3 separate regions of the Sus scrofa genome follow, and regions 1 and 2 are each linked to region 3. A link is a contact called in public HiChIP or PLAC-seq data. All regions are on one chromosome and are shown on one strand. The core of a region is the stretch at or near the end of the contact, and the rest is flanking DNA. Distances in the headings are between cores, read along the strand shown. Region 1 holds the start of WDR83 (WD repeat domain-containing protein 83). Region 2 holds the start of MAN2B1 (lysosomal alpha-mannosidase). Region 3 holds the start of DNASE2 (deoxyribonuclease 2, lysosomal).

The links. HiChIP or PLAC-seq counts read pairs in DNA pulled down with a chosen protein or histone mark.
Region 1: a contact with region 3 is called in an H3K27ac HiChIP or PLAC-seq map of alveolar macrophages. The contact joins the promoter of WDR83 here to the promoter of DNASE2 in region 3. A contact is called at or near these places in 2 of 2 datasets of contacts at active chromatin or transcription factors (alveolar macrophages and skeletal muscle).
Region 2: a contact with region 3 is called in an H3K27ac HiChIP or PLAC-seq map of alveolar macrophages. The contact joins the promoter of MAN2B1 here to the promoter of DNASE2 in region 3. A contact is called at or near these places in 3 of 47 Hi-C or Micro-C datasets (mesenteric adipose tissue, retroperitoneal adipose tissue and subcutaneous adipose tissue) and 1 of 2 datasets of contacts at active chromatin or transcription factors (alveolar macrophages).

What each region holds. Positions count from the first base shown.
Region 1 is chr2:66,310,159-66,314,249 of Sscrofa11.1, forward strand. WDR83 (WD repeat domain-containing protein 83) reads right to left here and starts at 2,681. Exons shown (of 9, transcript XM_003123321.6): 1 at 2,326-2,681; 2 at 2,123-2,243; 3 at 1,935-2,040; 4 at 1,642-1,690; 5 at 1,433-1,559. The coding sequence starts at 2,428. It overlaps WDR83OS (WD repeat domain 83 opposite strand), which reads left to right and starts at 2,762. Exons shown (of 4, transcript NM_001001645.1): 1 at 2,762-2,841. The coding sequence starts at 2,792.
Region 2 is chr2:66,327,035-66,331,252 of Sscrofa11.1, forward strand. MAN2B1 (lysosomal alpha-mannosidase) reads left to right here and starts at 2,017. Exons shown (of 24, transcript XM_003123314.4): 1 at 2,017-2,244; 2 at 3,793-3,895. The coding sequence starts at 2,083. WDR83OS (WD repeat domain 83 opposite strand) reads left to right here. Exons shown (of 4, transcript NM_001001645.1): 3 at 389-486; 4 at 581-961. The coding sequence ends at 647. It overlaps LOC100736972 (a long non-coding RNA gene), which reads right to left and starts at 1,977. Exons shown (of 6, transcript XR_002341622.1): 1 at 1,823-1,977; 2 at 1,547-1,620; 3 at 380-461.
Region 3 is chr2:66,148,397-66,152,434 of Sscrofa11.1, forward strand. It overlaps DNASE2 (deoxyribonuclease 2, lysosomal), which reads left to right and starts at 1,675. Exons shown (of 7, transcript NM_214196.1): 1 at 1,675-1,862; 2 at 1,953-2,130; 3 at 2,225-2,281; 4 at 2,284-2,302; 5 at 2,837-3,001; 6 at 3,092-3,289; 7 at 3,923-4,038. The coding sequence starts at 1,768. KLF1 (Kruppel like factor 1) reads left to right here. Exons shown (of 3, transcript NM_001134350.2): 3 at 1-104.

The DNA of each region.
Region 1 (4,091 bases), core at 1,431-3,930, 160 kb after region 3:
ACCTGCAGCATTGCAGGGCCTAGTAGGTCCATGGCTCCAGCCTTGGTATCCCTGTACCCCCTCACCTTGCCAGGGCCCTGAGGGCAAGGCTGGGTGCCTGCCCTTCCTGGGTACCCTTTATGTCATGTCATGCTCAGGACTGGCCATGGAAAACATGCACTGCATGCACTGAAGTGAATTCATGAGTGGAATTCTGAGGCACTGGCTTTTTTTTTTTTTTTTTTGTCTTTTTGCCATTTCTTGGGCCGCTCCCATGGCATATGGAGGTTCCCAGGCTAGGGGTCAAATTGGAGCTGTAGCGCCGGCCTACGCCAGAGCCACGGCAACTCGGGATCCAAGCCGCGTCTGCAACCTACACCACAGCTCACAGCAACGTGGGATCCTTAACCCACTGAGCAAGGCCAGGGTTCGAACCTGCAACCTCATGGTTCCTAGTCGGATTTGTTAACCACTGCGCCACAACAGGAACTTCACTGGCTTTTTTTTTTTTTGTCATTTTTGGCTGGCCCAAAGCATATGGAGCTTTTGGGCCAGGGATCAGGTTGGAGCCACAGTCTTGACCTAAGCCACAGCTGCAGCAATGCCTGATCCCTAACTCACCATGCTGGGCCTGTGTCCCAGTGGCTCCCAAGATGCTGCCAATCCCATTGTGTCACAGCGGGAGCTCCCTGAGGCACTGGCTTTGAGACTCGGACCTAGGGGCCAACCAGGTCCCGTTCCATCTGTTTTGGATTTGTACCAAGCTCCCTCTCAGGGCCAGACCCCATGTGGGGGCTTGGGGACACAGGTGCTGCCAAGCCAGAGGCACTTGCTGCCAACATAGAGCCTTGATGACTGAGGGTAATCCCCGCCCTGAGGAGGTAGCATCTGAATTGGGACTTGGGGATGAGAAGGAGCCAACCGTTTGCAGTCCAAGTGGAGATGTGTGGGAAGTGGGCCAGCCCACAGGCTGTGCAGTCCAAATGCTCCCCCACCACTCAAGGTGTGAAATGACACTCAGGCTGTGGCAATGCTTAGGCAGCTCTGCGTGGTTTTTTTTTTTTTTTTTTTCAGTTGTTTGCCTCCTGTAGCTAGAATGTCGACTTTATGTGGGCAGGTGTTTTTCCTTATTTCCCTATCTTGTTCATTGCTGTATGCTCACTGACTAAAAAAGTGACCTGCAGGAGGTGTTCAGATATACTCTGAATGAGTAGCAGAGGGGCGGTCCAGGCAGAGGGAAGAGCAATTGCAAAAGGAGGTCCTGGGGTGGGAGCATGTGTGGCATATTTAACAGAAATGAGGCCAGGAATGAATAAAAGCTCAGAGTACAACAGGGACTAGACCATAGAGGGCCTTGTAAGCAAAGCGAGGAGAGCAGATTTTAATTTTCGGACAGAAGCAGCTACGATCCCTCCTGGCACCTGGGGAGGGGCAAGGTCCTGGCCCCACTCACCCTGCCAGGACTTCATGGTCCGACACCTTCACACTGGATATGCCATCCCTGGCTTCATCCAGCGTCTGTACTGGCTCAGGTTTCCGAGAGCGGCAGTCCCAGCAGCGCACACTGGAATCGATAGAGCCTGTGTGGTCAGCATGAAGGTGGATCAGGTTTGGGGGACAGAAGCAGCACCCTGGGCCCACCTGCCTAGGCCCCGCACTCACCAGACAGGATAACTGTGGCCTCTTCATTAAACTGCACTGTGTTCACCTTCTGTGAAATGGAACTGCTATTTAGAGAAGCTGGACTTTGGAGGATGGGGATAAAGGCAAGGGAAAAAGCTAGGGGTAGGGGAGGTGAAAGGTTTGTGGGGAACTACAAGGACAGGGCTTGGTAAGACGACCCTTGGGGAAGGGGAGGATCCTTGTGCTGTAACTGAGCAAATGGTGGTCCCTGTCACCACCTTCATGCAAATGACCATCCTCTCCAATTAGGCCACCTTCTTGCTTGCACTCACCCCAGCATGGCCCCGAAATTTTCGCACGACCTGCCCTGATGCCACATCCCACAGCACCACGGCCTTGTCCCCGCCGCCAGAACAGAGACTGCTGTTGTCAAAGGAGCTAGAGGGCAGAGGAGGGAAGGTTAACGTCGACCTCTGATCACAGCCTCAGCGCCCATATTCTGGCCTGGCCCTCAGCTCACCCGGCCGCGTCCAGCACCTCATAGCCGTGGCCGCTGTATGTCCGCAGTAGCGTCCCCCGCAGCGGGTTCCACAGTTTCAGGGTCTTGTCACTGCCGCAAGTCAGACAGTAATTGCCATCCACTGGGGAACACCAGGCAGGGGTTACTGGGTCTCCGATCTCAGGAGGAGGGAGGAGGACCCGGAATGAGATAAGGGCGCTCACCATTAAATCGCACGGCTCGCACAGCCCCCTGCCCGCAGTCCAATGTCTTCAACCGTTTCTGTGGCAGCTCCGGGCCACGTGGCTTTGGCTCAGGGAAAGCCATCGCACTCGGCTCCCTTCCTCGCCACCGAAGCTTTCCTTGCTCTGGGTGTAACCTTATTATTGTCCTCTATGGTCTACTTCCTATTTATCACTTCCGGATTCAATAGTTTCAGCTTTTTGGAGATAATATTGGGAATACTGAAGCCTGTTTCCAGTTTTCACTTTCTTTTCCCATTTCCTGTTTTCTAGGAATACTTTTGGCTTCCAATTCTTTCCCCTAGCTGGGAGAGTTCCGGCCCCCGCCGTTAGGAACGGAAGCACGAGGGCTGAGGGCGTTACTCCAAAAGCCTTCCTCCGTTTCCACATCGGAAGCTGCCAGAAGCTGCGACACCCGCAGCGGAAGAGGCGCGACTTCTGACTCGCTATGTCCGCTAACAGTATGTCGGACCCACGGAGGCCTAACAAAGTGCTGAGGTGAGGATCCTAGTTGTCATGGTGTTAAAAAAACGAAAAACAGCTGTAAATTTTAAGTTTCTAATTGGCTTTATCAAACGATTCATGGATTGGGCAGTATCCCATCTAGCAAGGGGGGGAAGGGGCTCTTAAGGGCTACGGAAATGGAAAGTTTTTTGAAGGCAGGGCAAGGAAGTCATAAGAAAAAAGGATTATTTTAGATTAAGTCACTTCCTTTTTGGGGAAAAAAGGGTCTTATTAGGTGATGGTTACCTCGTCTTCTTTTTGGGGGATGGAGACGGGAGAGGCACTCTGTAACAGACTAATGCGTTTGGTGCTGATCAGAAAAATACTGAGTGAACTCTTAAAACTACATTTTTTTGGAGGAGGTTGAAGCTTCAATTAAGTTAGGTATTAGGCCCTGCTTTGGTGGCTTGGCCCTAGTCCAAGTGACTCCGTTTTGGGCCTGTGGTTTTTTTTTTTTAAACAGTGCCCCTCTTTTGATTGGACTCTCAGCTTGACTGAGAGGTGTAATCAAAACTTAAGGCTTGGAAAGATAAAAAAAAAAAGAAATAAAATTTAAAAAAAAGGCTTGAGGAGTTCCCTTGTGGCTCAGTGGGTTAAGGATTTGTCTCTGCAGCAGCTAGGGTTGTTGCTGTGGCGCCTGTTTGATCTCTGGCCCAGAAACTTCCACATGGGGGCGAGGGTGGCCCAACCAAACCAACAAATAAAAAAACACTTCAGGTGTGAGAGCCATTACCCACTGCTGTGTTTGAGGTTATTGTAGTTTTTGTTGTTCCTTTGCATGGTGTTCATAGGTTTTTATATTTTTGCTTAACCTCTGTGATATTCACAGGTCCTGACTGGCTTCAGGTTCACCATCTTTAAGTTGGTCATTCTCTTGTTCCTTTTCTGATGTTTTAGGGAGATATTCTGCTTGGTGGTTAGCGGCTGTGAATATACATTTAAAGCTCTTGAGAGAATATGGTGCACCAGGGAGATTATTATGATTAAAATAAACAGGATAATTTGCAGTGTTTGGAGTGCGCTTTGGAGCTGTGGTCCTCAGCACTCAAACCAGTCAAAATTAAAATATATCAAAGAGTATCCCATTGAAGGAGTCACTTTTTTTTTTTTTTTTTTTTTTTTTTTTTGGCTTTTTAGGGCCACACCTCTAGCATATGGAAATTCCCAGGCTAGGAGTCAAATCAGAGCTGCAGCTGCTGGCCTGCACCACAGCCACAGCAACGCCAGATCCTTAACCCACAGAT
Region 2 (4,218 bases), core at 767-3,266, 180 kb after region 3:
AAGAAAGCCAGAGCTCTGGGGGAAGCCAAGGGTCTGGGTCAGGGTAGGTACATGGGAGATTGGTCTGAGGATGGGGCCAGGTTTTAAAGCATCTTGGAGGGGACTGGTGGAAAAAAGGTGGGGTCCTTAGTGTGATGGGGGATGTCAAGGGCCATTCTCCTTAGGCCTGAGGGGATGTGGGGTCAGACATGCAGGACAAGGGAGTAGGACCAGTGCTTTGGTACCGGAGTTAGCTATGGGGGCCTGGGACTGTGGGACTTTGTGGGGCAAGGTTTGAGCTGCACCAGGTGGACTTGGGGTTGGCACTGGTGCCTGGGAATGGCCCTTATGTGGGCTCATTAGGGTGCCTCTCACTGACCTAACCCATCCATCCACTTACCTCTCCCAGCTGAAGTGGTGCGCTTGGGTTGCCGTCTACTGTTCCTTCATCAGCTTTGCCAACTCCCGGAGCTCTGAGGACACTAAACAGATGATGAGTAGCTTCATGTGAGCCTGGGCCTGGAGAGGGAGGGACTCCTGGGTAAGGGGAGGGGATCCCCAAGCCTATCCATCCTGGACTGACTCCTCTCTCCTGTCTCAGGCTGTCCATCTCTGCTGTGGTGATGTCGTATCTGCAGAACCCTCAGCCCATGACGCCCCCCTGGTGATGTCAGCCTAGAGGGGTCCCATCCTGGACCCCTCTGTCCACCTTGCCCTAGGCCTGGGCCTTGGCTACTCAGTCTCTGGCCCTCAACTGCAGTCCTGGGCTTCTCTGGGTGAGGTAGTCTCAGGGCCAGCAGGTGGATGGAGGGAACTTGGCTCTGTCCCTGGGATCCCACTTCTGCTGAGGCAGCGAGGGGAATTGCATAGGCCAACCCACTCCTGCCTGCCTTCCCCACCCTGCCTGCTGCTGGGGGAGGTGCTGTCCATGTTTCCAATCATTTTCATGTTGAAACCAGTTAATAAAGTTTTGCATTCTGGATGTTCTCTGTGACCTCACTCTCCGGTGCATTGTGGGTGCTTGTCTTAGCAGGGGGAAGGGCTCCAGTTCTTCCACTCTGTCAGACCTTGGGTGGGAGCCTTAGTTTGGAGACTTCAGGGTAGTTTTCTTATTTCACACGCCTCCAGCCCTAAGTCCCCTGCCAGAGACAGAACAGTGATCTTTGCCCTCTGGCAGCAGGGCTAATCTGAGGAATCTGGGCTTTGGTTTTCTTTCTTTTTTCTTTTTTTTTTTGCCTTTTCTAGGGTAGCTTCCTGCTGCATATGGAGGTTCCCAGGCTGGGGTCTAATCGGAGCTGTAGCTTCCAGTCTACGCCATAGCCACAGCAATGCGGGATCCAAGCCGCGTCTGCGACCACAGCTCACAGCAACACCGGATCCTTAACCCACTGGGCAAGGCCAGGGATCGAACCTGCAACCTCCTGGTTCCTAGTCGGATTTGTTAACCACTGCGCCACAATGGGAACTCCTGGGCTTTGGTTTTCTTATCAGGGGAATGGGGGTACTGTAAGCAAGTCAGATGTACTGGTAGGGACCAGGGAAGGCAAGAAAAACCGTTTTCCCTTACCTGTGAAGTTCTCACTCTCCTCTCCAGAGGACATCCGTGTCTCTCCCAAGGCTGGATGCCACCCCTCCCCAGCGCTGTAAGAGGCAATTCCTTTACTCAATGTCTCAATCCGTAGGACAGAAAAGGGCACCCATTAACCTCTGCTCCTGGCCAAGCTAGGTTCCTGGCGGACCCTAGCCCTGAAGGTCAACGGCATACCCTAGGATTCTACGCACATATTTTACTTCCAAGGCAAACCCCAGCACCCGTAGGAAAATCTGAGACCCCTGCTCCTACCTCCAAGGAAGCAGCTAGACTAAAACATTTTCTGAGGAAACCAGCGCCGGGAGGGGCTACACACACCCAGGGCCTCGCTGTACTCCTAGGCCCCCAGGGTACCCAGAGCTACTATCTCCGTCTCGTGACTCTCTAGGCCACACCCTAGCCCCGCCCTCGCTGGCACCCATTGGTCAAGCCGAATCCTGGGGGCGGGGCCTTTGCTGAGCCTAGGCCCGGCACGGGAAACCCCTGGAGGCAGTGGCGGCCGCAGCAGAGCCATGGTTGCCGAGGCGCGGTTTTGGGGGGTCCGCGCTGGTGGCGGCCAGGACGAGGCGGGGTCCCGGAAGCGCTCCGGCGCGCTGCAGCCACCGCTCCCGCCTTTCTCCTTCCTTTTTTTGTTGTTGCTGGCGGCGCACGGCGTTTGGGCCGCCGGATACCAGGTGAGCGTGGGCCCGCGAGCGGAAATGTCCTTCAACTTCCAGAGTGAAGCTCCCAGTAGGATTCGGGTCTGTGGGTGGCTCAGTTCTGTGGTGACTAGTGACTGGTTGCTAATATGACAGCATGGTCTGAGCATATGCTTGGTGTCATTGAGAGGTCTGGCTGTGTGTGTCTGAGAATGGCGCTGTCTGTATCTGCCTCCCTTGCTTCTGCGGGTTGGCTTACCTGGACTCTGCATACATTTACCGTTGCTGAAGATTGGCCTCTGTCCACCGTTGCCTAATAGAAACTCAGAGACAGAGTTTTGGGTGAAGGAGAAAAAAAATAGCTTTATTGCTTTGCCAGGCAAAGGAGGGTCACAGCAGGCTAATACCCTAAAGACTGTGCCCTCCCAATGCCATTGGAAAGAATTGCTAGGAGTTTTATAGTAAAAAGAAGGAAGACAGATTTTCAAATAGGAATCAAGGATTGGAACAAACATGCATTCTTCTTTCTTTGGGGGGGATCTTAGTCTTCAAAGCTGGAGTCAGGAGATATCAGCATGATCACAATGGTGGTCTTCTGGGTTGTCGCCTAGAAAAACAGTACTTGGGAAAAGGGTATATTGATCAGAGATTAGAACAAACTAGGGAAGTTCCTGAAAAAAAATCATGTGCTAATAATATTTAATCCACAGGCAATTGTGCTCAGGACGCTTAATCTTTAGTTTACCTGTGACTGTTTAGGGTGCAGTTAAGCCAGGGAGAAGGACAAGGAAAGACTCTAAGCTGTTCAATTTTAAAGTGTTCATTTCTAAAAGAAGCATAAGTAATATAACTTTTCTCTTAAGCGTATAAGATGCCTATATTATTATGTGTATCCCTTGAGAGGGAACCAGGATCCTGTCCCAAGGCTGTACTATTTTTTCTTGACTGTTCCTCCCTTGTCTTTGTATCTCCTTGCTTCCCTGTTCGGCAACTGTCTGAACCTCCCTGGTAACTCAGGGAGGGTTATGGAAGCTGAATGAGGCTAATTTCTTAAGAACAAGAAATGGGGGGCACAGAAAGGCTTTTGTGCCCAAGAGCCCCACAAGGCCCTGCTCAGTTACATTACCTGTGTGATTGGGTGTGAGCCAGCTACTAGCTATGTGTGTGGCCTGGGGGCTTGTTGAGAGCTGGGAGTCTGCCTGAAATTGCAGTCTGGCTCTTTCACTTCCTGGCTACATGACCTTACCCAAACACTTACCCTCTCTGATCCTCAGTGTCTGAAAACAGGAAATATTGTCCCCGAACCCCAGGGTGGCTGCTTGGTATTTGCAAATGTTTAAGAAACATTACCTACTACTATTTCTCCAGGGTGTGAATGAGAGGTGCTCTAAGAAATGGTGCCATTGGGAGTTGCATCTGTGACATAATTATGTGTCCTTCCTGGGAGGGCCTGGACCCACTTCAGTCTCTTGCCTCTAAATCAAGACTTACCTTGTGTCCTCTCCAACCCCCCACTGCAGCCTGCCTCTTAACCTTGGGGTTACTGACAAAGTATATGAGAGTGTGTTTGGGGTCCCTATGCAGACATGCCCCAAGGTGGAGCCGGACATGCTGAACGTGCACCTGGTGGCCCACACACATGATGACGTGGGCTGGCTCAAGACTGTGGACCAGTACTTTTATGGCAGTGAGTAGAGGGTGGGGACTGACCGCCGGGACTCCTATGGCTCCTCAGAGCCCCTCAAATCCTTTTTTAGTTCTGGGCAATAGGGTGATGCCCAGCTTGGGCTTCTGTGTCTAAGAAGATTGCCCTTGGAATTCCTGTCATGGCTCAGTAGGTTATGAACCCGATTAGTATCCCTGAGGATGCAGGTTTGGTCCCTGGCCTCACTCAGTGGGCTAAGGATCCGGCATTGCCCTGAGCTGTGGTGTAGGTGGCAGATGCAGTTCGGACCTGGCCTTGTGGCTGTGGTGTAAGCCAGCTCCAATTGGACCCCTAGCCTGAGAATG
Region 3 (4,038 bases), core at 425-2,924:
CTGGTTCTAGAAGACTTCACACTGTGACTCCTGAAGCTCCACATAGTGGCTGGCATCTGCTGTGAATGGTTATGGGTCCTGTAAAAATGCCCCTCCCAGATAAAGCTTCAGTGTTTGTCTGACTTCGTGGGTTTTGGGTGCTGGAAGATGGGAGGAAGCTGTAACCTCAGAGGTGGTATGGGGTGGGGGCAAACACACACTCTCACCCTCATATCATAAGGCTGGGCAATCCTCTTTGGGCACAGCAGGCCTTGGCCGCTCCCCCACCCCAAGGTCAAGCTACCTGGTTCTTGCCTCCTGCCTTGAAATCCAGGGACGTTCACATCCTCCATTTAAGAACCCTCAGCTGGGTGCCAGAGCCCCAGCATCCTTCACCCTGCCGCAATCCAAAGTGAACCCTCGAATCTTGGGGGTGGGGGGTGGGGGTGGGACACGCAGAATGAAGCGGGAGGACCAGGAGCCCAAGCGCCTTTTTTTTTTTTTTTTTGTCTTTTTGTCTTTTTGCCATTTCTTGGGCCACTCCCACGGCATATGGAGGTTCCCAGGATAAGGGTCTAATTGGAGCTGTAGCCACCGGCCTACACCAGAGCCACAGCAACACGGGATCTGAGCCGTGTCTGCAACCTACACCACAGCTCACGGCAATGCCGGGTCCTTAACCCACTGAGCAAAGCCAGGGATAGAACCCTCAACCTCATGGTTCCTAGTAGGATTCGTTAACCACTGAGCCACGACGGGAACTCCCCAAGCGCCTTTTAAGAGAGCAAACCTTGGGAGTTCCCGTTGTGGTCCAATGGGTTAAGAACCTGACATATTGTTGATGAGGATGCGGGTTCCATCCCTGACCTCGCTCAGTGGGTAAGGATCTGGTGTTGCCGTAAGCTGCAGGCGTAGGTCGCAGATGAGGCTCGGATCCCGCATTGCTGTGGCTTGGGCCAGCTGCTGCAGCTCTGACTGGTCCCCTAGCCTGGGAACTTCTCTATGCCTCAGGTACGGCCCTAAAGAGAGAGAGAGAAAAGGCTAGGCTGAGGGTGAGGGAGAGGGAGAGAGAGAGGAGTTCCCGTCATGGCTCAGCGGAAAAGAATCTATTAAACATGAGTACCTAGGTTCAATCGTGGGCCTCTCTCAGTGGGCTAAGGATCAGGTGTTGCTGTGGCTGTGGTGTAGGCTGGCGACTACAGCTCCAATTGGACCCCTAGCCTGGGAAGCTCCACGTGCTACAAAAAAAGAAAAAAAGAAAAAGAAAAAGAAAAAAGAGAGAGAGAAAGCGAGAGAGAGCAAACAAGAAGCCAGGGTCAGAGTGATGGAGTAGAACGAGGTTACATGCAAGAGTGTTGATTGAGATTAGCCCGAATTGAAAGAGACGGAGGCAGGGCCTAGTGAAGAAACGTGTGCTGTGATTGGCCAGGAGCAGAGTCGGAGCTCAGAGAAGGGAACCACCTTGCCGTGAGGGGGCGTGGTCTATGCCGAGCCAGAGGGTGGAGTCTATCCGGGACCAGTCCGCCACCAGCAGGAGCTGGCTGCACACAGGCCGGAGCGGGGGTGGGAGCCTACGGGAGTGACTTGCCCAAAAGGAAGCCCCGCGCCCCCCACCGCCCTCCCCGCCTTTTCAAATCTCTGATTCTCGACTCGCGGGCGGAGTCTCTGTCCTCGTGAAGTCCCGGGTTTGGGGTTTGGGGAAGTGAAAGTCAAAAGGGGCCGGGCTGGGCAGAGCTCGTGACCCCCGCGCCTCGCTGTCCCAACACAGATTCCTAGACCTTTAGCTGTATGGCCACGCTGAGCCCCCTGCTATTGGCCGCGCTGCTCTGGGTCCCTGTGGGGACCCTGACCTGCTACGGAGACTCGGGGCAGCCTGTGGACTGGTGAGAAGGCGGGCGCTCCGGGGATTGCTGCACTCCTGGGTGAGGACTGGGGTTCCATCTCTTCATTTCTGTCCGTTCTCCAACGTCCAGGTTCGTTGTCTACAAGCTGCCGGCCCACAGCAGTCCCGGAGATGTGGCTCAGAGCGGGCTCCGGTACAAGTACTTGGACGAGGAGTCAGGAGGCTGGCGCGACGGCGCGGGGTCCATCAACAGCTCCACAGGCGCCTTGGGCCGCAGCCTGCTGCCGCTGTACCGAAACACCAGCCAGGTGAAGGGACCCCCAGGGTGGAACTTTCGGTAGGACTCTAGAGTGGGCCTGACCCGCGGGAAACCTTCACGTTGCCCTTGTCCATCTTCCCCAGCTAGCTTTCCTGCTCTACAATGATCAACCGCCTAAATACAGAGGATCTCAGCACTCTTCAACCGTGGGCACACGAAGGGTGAGGCCAGACTGGGGGTGCGGGGAAAGGGTTTTGGTTTCCCTCTGCATTTTCCCCAGCTTATCCTGGGCCGGGGGGTGGGGGTGAGGATGAGGGGGGACTGTTCTGTCAGACCCTAGGCATGTTTTTCCTTTTTCTTTTTCTTTTTTTTTTCATTTTTGGCTGCCCGGAGGCATAAGGAGTTCCCAGGCCAGGGATCAGATCCCAGCCACAGTCTCAACCTAAGCTGAAGCCAGGTCCTTAACCCACCATTTGGGGTTAACCCACTGTGCTGTGTGGGGTCGGAGATCAAACCCAAGTCCCAGTGTTTCCTAGCCTCCAACAAGCCCTTTGTGCCACAGTGGAGCTCCTGTTTTTCCTTACATCAATGTTGTCCTTCTTCTGGGCTATGAGAATTTATGGCTGTGGAATCTGAGCTCAGCAGTGGTCCTGACACTGCCTCCACAATCTCCAGACAAAGAGTGTTCCTGGTTGCACATGTGCTTGCCTGTGACTGCCTCAAGCAGTCCCCCTGACCCCCAATTTTTGGTTCAGGTGTACTGCTCCTGGACCAAGAAGGGGGCTTCTGGCTAATCCACAGCGTTCCAAACTTCCCTCCACCTTCCTCCTCTGCTGCATACAGCTGGCCTCCTAGCGCCCGAACCTATGGGCAGACACTGATCTGCGTATCTTTCCCTCTCACCCAGTTCCTGAATATCAGTAAGTGGAGACAGGGAGGCGGGTGAGTCCCTGATTCCCAAGCCAGCAACTTGAAACAGTCCCTCATTTTCTTCTCCCCTTGCCCTCTAGGCAGACAGCTGACCTACACCTACCCCATGGTGTATGATTACAAGCTGGAGGGAGACTTCGCCAGGAAATTCCCCTACCTGGAGGAGGTAGTCAAGGGCCATCATGTTCTCCAGGAACCCTGGAACAGCAGTGTAACACTCACATCAAAAGCAGGGGCCTCATTCCAGAGCTTTGCTAAGTGTGGAAACTTTGGAGACGGTGAGCCCTGAGAATGAGGGTTGAACTCTTTCTCTGCACAGAGGGTTTATCCATGGTTGAGGACAGGTCAGGGACAGAGAGGAGGACACTTTGGGAGTCAATTGCATGAGAGGTAAACAAGCACTAGACCTGGGTTCAAATATTGGTTTCTGGCTATGTAATGCTGGTTTAATCAGGGCCTGAACTGGGTTATCTGAAAAATGGGGGTACCATTTTAAAGGGCCATCATGAGTGAAGGGATGCATATAAAGTAGTTAGTAAGGACTATTACTCTTTTTTTTTCTTCTTTTTCTTTTTTTTTTGGGCCACACCCCTGACAATATGGAAGTTCCCAGGCTAGGGGTCGAATCAGAGCTGCAGCTGCCAGCCTACATCTCAGCCACAGCAACACCAGATCCTTAACCTACTGAGGTAGGCCAGGGATCAAACCTGCATCCTCACGGACACTAGTTGGATTTTTAACTCACTAAGCCACAATGGGAATTCCAGGACTATTAGTCTTAGATTTAAATCTTAAATAACCATAAATTTCCTAGGTTATCAGGAATGGAGGGAACTGAGTTCAGAGAGAATTGGCCTAGGGAATCCCAAGCAGTGTCCTTGACCTTGCCCATGCCTTTCCATCCTCTACAGACCTGTACTCTGGCTGGTTGGCAGAAGCCCTTGGCAGCAACCTGCAGGTCCAATTCTGGCAAAGATCTGCTGGAATCCTGCCCTCCAACTGCTCTGGGGTCCAGCACGTGCTGGAT